2 separate regions of the Sus scrofa genome follow, and region 2 is linked to region 1. A link is a contact called in public HiChIP or PLAC-seq data. All regions are on one chromosome and are shown on one strand. The core of a region is the stretch at or near the end of the contact, and the rest is flanking DNA. Distances in the headings are between cores, read along the strand shown.

Region 1 (6,788 bases), core at 4,129-6,628:
TTAATTCTTCTTTTTACTGTAAAAACTAAACCTCATTTCAAACTGATTTCCCCCCCTTTTTAGGGCTACACCTGTGGCATAGGGAAGTTCCCAGGCCAGGGGTACAACTGGAGCTACAGCCGCCAGCCTACGCCACAGCCACAGCAACACCAGATCCAAGCCGCATCTTTGAACTACACCACTGCTCAAGGCAACACCGGATCCTTAACCCACTGACCAACGCCAGGGATCAAACCCACATCCTCATGGCTATTAGCTGGGCCCTTAACCCACAGAGCCACAACGGGAACTCCTTCAAATGCTTTTTAACCCTGCCTCCCCTTTCCCAAAATATCATTTTGAAATATGTGAATAAACAATTCAGCCCAAACACCAACTATGTAACCTAGAATATGCCTGTGGGAACTTCGAAGACGACAACCACGCTATGTTCTATGCATTGTCAGTATGGTTTTGTTTTGTTTTGTTTTAGGACATAAATGTACAAATGTATACAGATGAGACGTGAGCCTGAAGGCTTCAGTGTGTTAAGACTCTGAAAGGCCCTGAACCAAGCATAAGAGGAGCCAGAGAGATTCTGGATTAGCCTTCCTCCCACCACAGATGGCCGTGAACTTGCTGGGGCTCCTCTTCCCAGCCTAACTAGAAGGGGAAGAGAGAACTCTTCTCCAACACTACCCTTCTGCTGAGGACCCAGGCCACTGCCCCCACCCCCTGAAGACTGACTATCCTAGACCAAAGCTCTGAGACAGACCTCAGGGCCTTAGACTAAACCTCAAGTCCACAATTCACAAGCACAGCCATTCCACCAGCTTCACAAAACAGGCCAAGAAGCAGAAATTTAGTACACGGGGTGGGAGGGAGCCCAGAACACACACCATTAGAAATAGAAGAGAGGGACGAGATGTGGGCATTCTCACTCAGAGATCAGGGGAACTCAAGCCTCCTCCTACACCTCCAGCCAGGATAAAGAAAAAGGAAATTTAAATAGCACAAAGTAGCCTATGAATGATTAACATTTTAATTATAATCTAAGCAAAGCCTTTTTGGGGAGTTCTCCTGGTGGCTCAGCAGGTTAAGGATCCAGCATGGTCATGGCAGTGGCTTGAGTCGCTGCTGTGGTGCAGGTTTGAGCCCTGGCCTGAGAACTTCTGAATGCTGCAAAAAACAAACAAACAAACAAACAAACAAAACAAAACAAAATCCCAAACCTTTCTTATAGTTAGGCAGGCAAAATGGGTGATGAGGGTCAAAAGGTACAAACATCCAGCTATAAAATAAGTTAAGTGCTGGGGATGTAATATACAGAGTGGTGACTGTCATCAGCACTTGTGTATCTCGAAGCTGTTGACAGAGTAAATCTTAAAAGTTCTCACTTCAAAAAAAAAAAAATAGCTACACTTATGGTGATAATCATTTTGCAACACCTATAAATACCAAATCATCATACTGTAAACCTCACTCTAAGAAATGATGTCAATTATCTCAATTAAAACATAAAATAAAACCTTTTTATTCTTCTCCTCTATCTGCAATCCTACCTGACCCTCTCTTCTGCCCCTGAGAAGTTTCTTTCTTAAGGCTACCATAACAAATGACCACAAACTTAGGGCCTTCAAATGACAAGATCTTACTCTTTCAGAGCGCTGGAGTCCAGAAGTCCAAAATCAAGGTGTCGCAGAGCCACGCTCCCTCTGAAAGCTCCAGGGGAGGGGTCGTCCCTGGCCCTTGCCTTGCTGTGGGTATCTCCCAGCCATCTGGTGCTTCATGGCCTGTAACTGTTCTGCTCCAACTTTTGCCTAAGCATGCACACAGCTTTCTCTGCACCTAGTGTGTCCACTCCTCTCCCTCCAAGGACAATGGATTTAGGGCCCACACTAATCCAATATGACCTCATCTTAAGTTACCTAATTACTCCCAGAAAAACTTTATTTCCAAATACGGTTGTATTCTGAGGTTCCAGGTGGACATGAAGGTGGGGCGGGTGGGGGATACTATTCAACCCACTACAGTTCCGAAATTAAAATAAACCACTACCACCAGAGTTCCCATCGTGGCTCAGGGGTAACAAACCCAACTAGTATCCATGAGGATGTGGGTCCGATCCCTGGCCTCACTCAGTGGGTTAAGAATCCCGCGTTGCTGTGGCATAGGCTGGCAGCTGTAGCTCTGATTCGACCCCTAGCCTGGGAACTTCCATATGCCACAGGTGTAGCCCTAAAAAGACAAAAAATAAAATAAATTGAAATGAAATGAAATAAAACAAAATAAAGGAAACCACCACCACCAAAATTTGGGGCAAAGTGGAGGAAGGTAACAAATTACAGCTTCACAGAACTAGAGAAGTTTAGATTCTAAAAAAGTCCAAAGATACCACCTCAGGTGGAGCCTTGAGTACTAAATCTGAATAGGGACTAATGTAGCTTTTGCCTTTTTCTCACCTGTGGGAAAATGAAAGTCTTGGAAAATATCAAAAGTCTCAAATAGAACAGCACTAGCACACAGAACAATCCACTGATCCAGACTCTAAACATACTGCGTAGTTTGGTATCAGGTATAGATGAACAATCGCATGTATTATCAAGAGTGGAGTGGCAAAAAGAGGTAAGGCAGAGGAGAATATTTTTCAGCTTAAAAGGCTTTCATTTAACTATTTGGGGGTGGAAGTGGACCATGGGTCTTAGAAGCCCAATTTCCTTTAAAACAAAAGTAGTTATCTTAGGTTTTCAAGCATTCCCTCCAAATTATCCTGTCTAAATGATGACATAAGCCTACATGGAACACTATATATTAGAGCTCTTTTTTGTTTTTAACCAAGGTATTATTTAAGGTAGGTGGGGGAAAGAAAACCTTGAGATTAGCTGAAAGACTTGTATATACTCCCTCTGCTGGCTCTAAATTTAAAGAAAATTCTCAATGGCTTCAGAAGCCAAGTTAATTTTATTAAAATTGGCTTTTCAGAAGCCAATTAATTTTACTAGACATCTAAAAAACAAGGAAAAATATGATGTAGATTCTCCAACACATATACACTCAAAAGTCTTCAAAGAAATAAGAAATTACAAAACACATACTGGAAACTGCCAAAGGCAATCTGTTGGCTTTATTATGGGTTCACTCCAGAGGAAAGCTAATGCATGTGGTTGTCTGTGATAGGGGTCACATCCTACCTTGGCCTTGCCCCCTACGCGTGTGCCACAGAGTACTCTGGGCTCACCTGTCTCATCTGGACACCCAGGCATGGAGAGCCCCTGTAAGATAATCTGGCTTCTTCACCACAAGCAATTACTAGAGTAGCAAATTAGTGCAAGCCCCTCAGGCCATCAGAGAAGTTAGTCCACTTCACTTAGTAATATTATCCCAAAGTAGTGACTGACACCCTGCAGAGAAAACTTCTCAAAGATTAAAACCTTAAAAAAAAAAAAAAAAAAAGTCCAAGTGAAAAAAAAACCAGCTTGGAACATACTCTGATCATACATTTGTGTTTTACCAGGTAGAGGGATGCATCACAATATTCTATGGATATTTCCTATCGTACTTCTTTTTCCAACCAAGGAAACTGCAATACTGAGAAAGGAAAGTTGTGAGGTCAAGAATAAAATGTTTAGAGCCTTTCTGGGTAGTGATACAATCAGAATCAGGATCCTCTAAGATAATCACTAGCCCAACAACCTATTCAGCAAACTACCTCAGGGCATTCCCTGGTGGCCTAGTGGTTAAGGACTCGGCACTGTCACTGCCCAGGCTCAAGTCACTGCTATGGCATGGGTTCAATCCCTAGCCAGGGAATTTCCATATGCCACAGGCGCGGCCAAAAAAAAAAAAAAAGAAAAAAAAGACAGACTACGTCAGAAGAGCTGCAGACGGGCCCTGGAAAGGCCCAACTCACAGAATGCTCCCTATCTCTTCTTCCTTCATATGTGACTTCTATTTTCCAACCCATAAAAATAAAACTTTAAGTGCATCTGGGATTTAAGCGTCCAATGCAGATAACTTAGTTTTACACAAGAGCTCTGTTCCCTTAAGAAGTAGGTAAATACATTTTAGGCTGAACATGCCATGACTCTTTCTAGACATATTGATGCCACATAAAGTGGGGGGCCCGCACAGAGGACAGACTTGATTTCAACTTTCTCTGAAGGAAAGGTCACCCTAAGATCAGGTTTTCCTCAGTTTCTGTGGTGGGTAAAGACTGATGAAGTTTTCAGGGACTTCTACATTAGGAAACAAGACACTGCAAGAAGCGCCTTAGACAGCAGAACATCATTTCATAATTATACTACATCATATCAACACTAGGGAGTCTGGGCCACCTCCATAGCTACAAGTATCCAAAAGGCATCACCTCACTCCTGACTCACGTCAAACCTTTTCAGTGTCGCTGTCCCAGAACAAGGCTAATAAGCTCATGCGCTGAGGACATGATCCCAAAAGCAGCTCCAAGAGTTCCCATTGTGGCTTGGTGGAAACAAACCCAACTAGTATCCATGAGGACTTGGGTTCAATCCCTGGCCTTGCTCAGTGGGTTAAGGATCCGGTGTTGCCATGAGCTGTAGTGTAGGTTGCAGATGTGACTCGGATCCCTTGTTACTGTGGCTGTGGTGTAGGCCGGCAGCTGCAGCTCCTATTCGACCACTAGTCTGGGAACTTCCATATGCCGCATGAGCAGCCCTAAGAAAAAAAAAAAGAAGAAGAAGAAGAAAGAAAAAAAAAGAAAAGAAAAGAAAATCACTCCAAGTATCAGAAATGCCTTTGTCTGGTAGACACCTTCCTTGCTGTCCAGGCTCTCACACTGTACTTGAGAATATACAGGAACCACAGAAAAGTGACAAAGAAACAGGCAGGAGTCAGGGGGTGGGCAGCGTAGGGTGGGGCTGAGAGAATAGGCTTTTCTAACAAGGTGAGCTCAGAGTGCTGAGGAAAAACGCAAAATGAGAAACACAACTTCCCTCCTGCCAGCCAGCCTGCCTGGAGGATGGGGGAGGGGGAGCAGAGGACAGCAAAATGAAGTAAGAATTTGCAGAAATGGAGGCACTAACTCGAACAGCTGTGAAACCACAATGGTTAGCAAGAGACATTACAGAACACTAGTGCCCTGGGCTCACACGGACACACTCTTAACTCCACCCCTGCTAGCTGTGTGTCTCTGAGCTAGTCACTCACATGCTCCTGGCCAGTTTCCTCACTTGTAAAATACAGTCGTTAGATGATCTTTAAGACTTTTTTGGTTCTGCATTTGAGGCAAGAAGCAATGCAGATGATTCTACTGCACCAAGACTCCACCCCCCCACCACCCCCAAGAGGCCAGTCCACCACGGCCCCACAGGACAGAACTGGTGACTTAAGGTTAGTTCAGGGCCACAGGCCTGTCTCTAATCCGAGTGGACTTAGGAAGGCCCCAGCTTCACTGAAACAGACCCAAACTACAGGAGCCATGTGACAGTGGTCTTGTGCCTCCAAAGCAAACTAAAAATGATCTGCAAAGAGCTAAAGACCAGCTCTCTAAGTCAGAGCTCAACATCAACTTTGCCATTTGCCGGTAACTACTCTGCGGAGAGCCAAAGCACTAAGGAGAGCAGAAGTACAGATGGGGAAAAAGGCAAAGAGAAAGGACGTTAATGACAAGTTTACAAAGCAGAGATTTGCAAGTTTACTTTCTGTCTTCCCGCAAGAGAACATGAACTGCTGTGAACTGGAATCTTATCTGCCCTGTGCTACCACTGCATCCATGGGCCCGGCAGAACACCCTGCATGCTGTATGCTTTTGATAAATATTTGTCAAATGAATGAAATGGCATGAGAGGCAAATGGCTAAAAAGGGTTTTCTCTTTCCAATCTTTGACTCACTTACTGTACAGCAGCTGTAGCATTTACTGACACTAAGCCATCTACAAACACGGCATCCCTCACTCCCTCTACAGATGCAAAAAGCCCAAGGGGCCCTAAGGGCCCCTCCACAAGTGATACAGGAAAAGTTGAGGAGAAAAAAGAGGAGCCAAAAATAGGATCAGTCTGTTCCCCACAGACAAGATGAATGGGTATGAGAACAAAATAAATTCCATATTCTCTCCAGTCCAGGGAATCTGGAATCGGATCAGCAAAGGATAAGTTGGGTACCTCGCTAGAAGGCACTGGCTTAAACAATCACACCTTTGCATTTCAGCAAGATCTTTGATGAATGGGCCTGCTCAAATTTCTGCAGACCAAGTAAATGATTTTTTTAGTGAGGCAAGGCTTCTTCATTAATCTTCCAAATAAAAACATCTTACAGGTATTGAGTAAGAATCATGAGTATTAAAAAATTTAACTACAAGATGTTCTTCTATGGTGTCATTCTCTTAAAATAGAACCCTCCTAAAAACTCCTAAAAATAAGTTTGCATAGTTTCACTGAATTTTCTAAGGAGGAAATAAAATATATCAAAACAAACACTTAGCTTCTTTTTAAAAGAGTCTCTCTGCTACCCAGGGCTCACAGATCAAAGTCTAAAAGGGCCAATTTCTTCACTTCATTGGTCGATGACACAGCTTTGCAAAAGAAGAAAAACAGTCCCCCTAGTGTACTGCTGCCCTACAAAGAGGAAGTATGTTAGTTGAGAATCACCGACAAAGACAGCACTGCCAAAGGAAATTACAAAACAGCGTTCTGGCAACCGGGGCCAGGCTGAAGACAGATTCCTCGTATGGCACGACCGAAACTGGCCCTTTGGTGAGTTACTCCAAAAGGTGACCGAGGGCAAAATTAGAAGCCAACATGGAATTGCTGTGACTTTGTCATCTTGAAACTTA
Region 2 (6,725 bases), core at 3,061-5,560, 680 kb before region 1:
AAAAATTAAGCGATTTTCAGGTTTAATAATTATCAAATATATGATGGGTACTAAACAAGAGAAAAACTTTGGTCAGGAATTTCTCTAGCAGCAGTTGGGAAATCATTTCACAACAGATGACTATACACTCAGTAGTTGAGAGATGCTCATATGATTAAGTATTTCAATCAAAGTTCTCTTTTTTTTTTTCTTTTCCCTCTTTTAGCTTCACCCGTGGCATATGGAAGTTCCTAGGACAGAGATCGAATGCAAACTGCAGCTGCAACCTACACCACAGCTGTGTCAAAGCCAGATCCTTTTCAGATACTACTGGATATGCATTTATATCCACTGTGTCATAGCAGGAACTTCCCAAAGCAAGTTCTTAGCAGCTGGAAATAGTCACATTGTATTGTAAATTAGTATCAGCATAAATGGTGCACTAGTATGTTGGACGACCAATAAAGATGAAAGCTAAGGGCTGAAATTAAATGCCGTGGAATGGTGGATGCCATCACCACATCCCATCATTCAGATCACAAATGGTCTGCGGCCAAGAGAAAACGAAGAGTTTAACCCAATACTAAATTAATTCTTGATGGGATCTGAAAGGTTAATTGTAAAATTTTTTTTTTTTTTGTCTTTTGTTGTTGTTGTTGTTGTTGCTATTTCTTGGGCCGCTCCCGCGGCATATGGAGGTTCCCAGGCTAGGGGTTGAATCGGAGCTGTAGCCACCGGCCTACGCCAGAGCCACAGCAACGCGGGATCCGAGCCTTGTCTGCAACCTACACCACAGCTCACGGCAACGCCGGATCGTTAACCCACTGAGCAAGGGCAGGGACCGAACCCGCAACCTCATGGTTCCTAGTCGGATTCGTTAACCACTGAGCCACGACGGGAACTCCTAATTGTAAAATATTTTTGAGAAGCATTTTATAATAATATGAACACGAATTATACTTATTTAAAGTCTGTATATACATTACCAAACGGCACAATCCCTTACTAAATTTCCCTTCAGGTATTGCAGTGTGTCTAGAAACTCTTTAAATTCTTTCCAAATGCAACACCAGTCAGGCCATATTATTTCAAAAGGAATGATTCTTACCTCACCTTCTAAAACTGGATAAATTTGGGTGATACCAAAAGGAAGAGAGAATACAGATATGAGTTATTTGATTACCCTGAGTAATGATTTCTTTGTTTGGGGCTTGTCTGGCATTTTCCTGGCCAGGTCTTTGTGCATCCTGGTGATTTTCTGTCAGAAGCTCAGGAATATCTCTGCTTCTAACTGGTTTCCCCAAGGTCAATTACTATTTTTTGTCACTCAGAAAAAAACTGTTAATTTCACTTGCTAACTTTGCTTCCCTCAGGGCCCTGCACCTAATGGGTGATGGAGAAATGCCGCTAGGCAACAAGTGGAGTCTAAATAGCAGTAAAAATTATACCAAGTCACAGTCTCCAACAAATGAGGAACTTGAGCTAGAAACAAAACTATCTTTTCGAAAGTGGTGTGTGTTGGGAGAGGCATGTGTGCTAATAGAATTTTCAAGATACTACTGGATATGCATTTATATTTTGAGATGGGAAATGTTAAATGAAGCCCTTTGTATTTTTTTTGCTTGTTTGCCTGGATGGTTTTTAAAAATCTGACTTCTGACCTTTTTCTTTCTCAACGTAATGGCTGGCCACAAGCAGCAGTTCTGTCTCTAGTTCCTTCAGATCACTCAAGGCTTCATCATACATGACATAGATTCCCTGCTGGTCCTGGGTGTGGATGTAACCAGCTTCCATGCTGTAGTAGTCATCTTGGTTCTCCACTTCTGAGAACTCCATGAACTGGATGCCCTGGACCTGGGAAAGAAAGTCAAGGTTGCAGATTACCAGGAGGGAGAGCTATAGTTTGCTGGCTCAAATAGACCAAACAGCAGGTTTCTGCTCCTATAATCAGGGCTGTCAGCATGGAGCTGTAGACATGATGGATGGATAAAGAGCTGTATGTAGAGAAAAAAGATATTAACAAGGAATGTCATCAGGGATGGGTAGTTCTAAAACAAATAACTAGCTGTTTAAGGTTTTACTGATTAACCTGGGATTATCTAGAAAAAGGTAAGCAATAGAGCCAAGTGCTAAAGTGGTCTCTGAAGTCAGTGTCCATGTTCAGGTCCCAGCTCTTCCAGGATCTCACCCTGGGTAAGTCATTCAGCTACTCTTAGCCTCCATTTCCTAAATTGTAACATGGGGACAGTGGAGACACCACAACAGTTGTTGTAGGGAGTGACACTGTGCATATGAGTGAGACCTTGAGATCTATAAACTTTAGCTGTTAAAGATTTTTCTTTAAATCTAATACTTCTAAAATGCATTAACACAATCTCACATCTTAGTAACATACTTAGTTGAATATTGCCCCCCTGAAATTCATGTCCACTGGAAACCTGTGAATGTGGCCTTATTTGGAAATTGAGTCTTTGCAGATGTACACAAGACGAGGCCATACTGGATTAAAGTGGGCCCCAATCCAATGACTGATGTTTCAGAGGGAAATTTGGAGGCTGATACAAAGAGGAGAAGGCCACTTGCAGGCCGAGACAGAGACTGAAGTGATGCATGTACAAACCAAGGAACACCAAGGATTGCTGGTAACGACCAGAAGCCAGAAGAGGCAAGGAGGATTTTCCCCTGGAGCCTTCAGAGACAACACGGCCCTGCTGGCACCCTGATTTTGGACTCGGAGTCTCCAGAACTGTCAGAGAATAAATTTATCTCCCAGTTGTTCTGAACCGCTCACTTTGTGGTACGTCATTATGAAGTGTTAGGAAACTAAAACAAGTAATTTGAGTATTCCAGTCATAATTTTATGTTTTTAGATGACTGAGGACCTATTGCTTTCTCAGAATGCTATTCTAATAGTAATTCTCATAATTCACAACTTCTCTACCCTTCTCAAGCCTCTGAATTCTCTCCCTCACTCCCTGCCCCAGTGCCCAGTCTCCCTCACTCTCGACGGAAGCCCTTCCACTTCTCCACTTACATACAAACCTCCTCCTGCTCTCCTGCTCCCTCTGCACTGCAGAGGCCAATTCCACTTCCCTCCTCTACGGCCACTCTCTCCCCCTCTGAAGTTTCTCTTCTCAGACATTCAACTCATTTCAACCAGAGATTTCTCAACTGACATTGAAACTTGCTCATGGCTGTCTTATTTTTATTTTTGGTCACACCCACGGCACATGAAAGTTCCCAGGCCAGGGACTGAATACAAGTTGCAGCTGTGACCTATGCTTCTTGCTGCAACATCAGATCCTTAACCCACTTTGCTAGACAGGGATCAAACCTGTGCCTCTGCAGTGACTCAACCCCATAGCCCTCCTTTTCTTTCTTTCTTTTTTTTTTGGCTTTTTAGGGTCATACCTGAGGCCTTATGGAAGTTCCCAGGCTAGGGTCAAATCAGAGCTACAGCTGCCAACCTACACCACAGCCATAGCAACGTAGGATCCAAGCTATGTCAGCGACCTATCCCACAGCTCATGGCAATGCCAGTTCCTTAATCCACTGAGCGAGGCCAGGGATGGAACCCGCATCCTCATGGATACTAGTTGAATTCATTACCACTGAGCTATAACAGGAACTCCTAGCCCTCTTATTTTAAAACATCCTCACACTCTTCCCCAGGTTCCCATGTCTCCTCCTCCTCACAGTCCAGCCACCTAAGATATTACCTGTATTCACTGCCTCCATTTCCTCACCTCCTACTTTTCACTCATTCCCATCTGGCTCCTGCCTCCACCAAGCCACCCAAACCACTTTCACTGAGTCCAACAATGACCTTTGCTCACATCCAGCAGGCTTTCTTTAGACATTTTAAGTAATCTCTCAGGAGCTTCTGACACAGTTCAGCACTCCCTGCTTCTTGACCCAGTCTCTGCTCTGGCCTCAGGGACTCCACATTCTCTTTGCTCTCACCAACTTTCTAGCCGTTTCTTTTCTATCGGGTCATTAAATGGTGGCCACAACACTCAAGCCCCAGTCCTAGGACTTCCTCTTTTCCTGCTGCAGTCCTTCCTTAAGAGACAGCACACTTCGACAGATGAGATTACCACCTTTAGACCATTAGTTCCTCAATTCATATTTCCAATCCAGGCCTCCTAGAGATCCAGACCCACATATCCAAATACCTATTTGGCCTCTGTTCCTAGGCCTCTCAAAGGACTCTCAAAGTTAACATGATCAAATTATGTGATCTTCCCCCACAAACCTAGGCCACCTCCAGTTTCCTCATTTTAGTAAATAGCACCACCACCCATCCACTTCCTCTACCATGAATCATTCCTGACGTCTCTTTCTGCCTCACCCTACATGTCCAATCAATCATGAGGTCCTGTTGATTTTACTTTCTATCTCTCAAATCCATCCACTTGTCTGCATCTCCACCACCCACCATCCTAGTCCAAGCTGTTATTATCCTGCAGTAGGACTAGTCCAGGAGCTTCTAAACTGGTCTAGCCTCTTAATTAGTCCACATCCCCTCTGGCCTGGGCTTATTCTCCCCTCCATTGTATTCACTACTGGAAGAGGATGTTTTAGAAGTGGAGTTTAGATTATGTCATCCCTTCTTCTTTTTAATATCCCAAAATGCTTCTCATTACTCACAGACAAAGCAAAACTCCATAAAAAAGTCTACATGGTCTGGCCCCTGCCTATCTCCCACCAGTGGTTTTGAATCAACTGTGATTTTTGCCCCCCAGAGGACAACTGGCCATGTCTGGAGATATTTTTGGTTGTTATAACTCGGGGGGAGGTGCTCTTGGCATCTAGTGTGTAGAGGCCAGGCATGCTTCTAAATATCTGACAGCACACAAGAGAGCCCCACACAGTGAAGAATTATCAGGCCTCAAATGACAATAGTACCAAGGTTGAGAAACCTGAGGCTACCTTCATTTTGTATCACTTTCTACCTAGATCACTGTATCGTAGCCTTCCATGTCTTCTTTTGATTATTTTAGGGGCCATGCTCCCTTGAGCCTTATGCATAGGCTTTCCCCTCTCAATGGAATATCTTCCTCCCTCTTTGCCTACTTAAAGCCCCTTCATCTTCCAACATCAGCTCAATCATCACTTTCACAGTGAACCCCCTTTAGCCTCCTATGGCACCAAGTATCTTTCTTTTGACATACTTATTGAGGTCACTGTTTTACATTTATTATGAGATTATTGATCAATATTTGTTTCACTCACTGGATTTAATTAGGACAAGGAACATGTCTGGTTTTGTTCATTATTGTATCAGTGCTTAGCACAGGGCTTAGAAAATAAGTAAAATAGGGATGAATGATTTTGGAATATTTGCACATAGATTTCTTTTAGTCTATGATTTTATGTTCCCTACTTTTTGTTTGTTTGTTTGTTTGTTTTTTTGTCTTTTGTCTTTTGTCTTTTTAGGGTCACACCCATGGCATATGGAGATTCCCAGGCTAGGGGTCTAATCAGAGCTACAGCTGCCGGCCTACGCCACAGCCACAGCAATGCCAGATCTGAGTCACGTCTGCGACCTACACCATAGCTCGCAGCAATGCAGGATCCTTAACCCACTGAGTGAGGCCAGCGATTAAATCTGCAACCTCGTGGTTCCTAGTCAGATTCATTTCTACTGTGCAATGACAGGAACTCCTGTTCCCTACTTGTATTTTTAACATATACCAGTCAGAATTCCTGGGTTTTGCCTCTATGGAGTCTCATCTTATGTCATCACAGCCAAACAAAAGCATTCTCAACAGAGGCGATAATGTCAAGGGTAAAAAGTAGTTCTTGGAGGGAAAAAAAATCTTACTCTTTTTATGTATGAAGCACAAATATATAGACAGTACATAAACAGATATATGGCATACCTCTAGTATTAACATTTCTTTGAAGGGGAGTGATAAAGAAAAGTCTAAAAAGTCCTTGTGTGAGAAGTAATAATAATAATAATAATAATAATAATAATAAAAAGTTAAGAAACACTGGCCCTTTGGAGTTCCTGTCGTGGCACAGTGTAAATGAATCCCACTAGGAACCATGAGGTTGCCGGTTCAATTTCTGGCCTCGCTCAGTGGGTTAAGGATCCGGTGTTGCCGTGAGCTGTGGTATAGTTCACAGATGTGGCTCAGATCTGGCATTGCTGTGGCTGTGGCTGTGGCTGTGGCTGTGGCTGTGGCCAGCAGCTGCAGCTCCAATTAGACCCCTCCATATACCACAGGTGCAGTCCTAAAAAGCAAAAAAATTAATAAATAAAAATAAAAGATTAAAAAAAAAGAAACATTGGCCTTTTTAAGGCTGAATAAAACATTTGTTAAGAAATAAATCATTTATGATATGATTTATTTCATAATATGATATCATTTATATCAATATATAAAATTTTATATCATATCTTGCATTTTAAATGACTAAAAATACATAATATTTATCATCTTAGCCATTTTTAAGTGTACAGTTCAGTGGCATTATGTACATTCACATTGTTGTACAAACATCACCACCATACATCTCCACAACTCTTTTCATCTTGCAAAACTGAAACTCTGTGCCTATTGTTATTGTTATTGATCAATAGCTTCCTACTTCCCCTTCCTATCCCCTCCTACAACCATCCTACTTGCTGCCTCATGGAATTTGACTACTCTAGGCACCTCATATAAGTGGGATCATACAATCTTTGTCCTTTTGTGCTGGCTTAATTCACTTAGCATTATCTCCTTAAGTTTCAT

The links. HiChIP or PLAC-seq counts read pairs in DNA pulled down with a chosen protein or histone mark.
Region 2: an H3K27ac HiChIP or PLAC-seq map of alveolar macrophages shows a contact between it and region 1. The contact joins two enhancer-like sites. A contact is called at or near these places in 2 of 2 datasets of contacts at active chromatin or transcription factors (alveolar macrophages and skeletal muscle).

What each region holds. Positions count from the first base shown.
Region 1 is chr1:74,634,866-74,641,653 of Sscrofa11.1, reverse strand. All of the region lies in intron 1 of FOXO3 (forkhead box O3), which reads right to left. Among named protein-coding and RNA genes, the nearest start is that of FOXO3, 8.6 kb to the right of the region's middle. Within about 2 kb of position 5,378, at least 35 of the 83 cell types and tissues checked have an H3K27ac peak or open chromatin away from gene starts, as enhancers often do. A contact at or near this core is called in alveolar macrophages, where this site is marked.
Region 2 is chr1:75,318,741-75,325,465 of Sscrofa11.1, reverse strand. C1H6orf183 (putative uncharacterized protein C6orf183 homolog) reads right to left here. Exons shown (of 48, transcript XM_021090835.1): 17 at 1,641-1,833. Among named protein-coding and RNA genes, the nearest start is that of C1H6orf183, 94 kb to the right of the region's middle. Within about 2 kb of position 4,310, at least 10 of the 83 cell types and tissues checked have an H3K27ac peak or open chromatin away from gene starts, as enhancers often do. A contact at or near this core is called in alveolar macrophages, where this site is marked.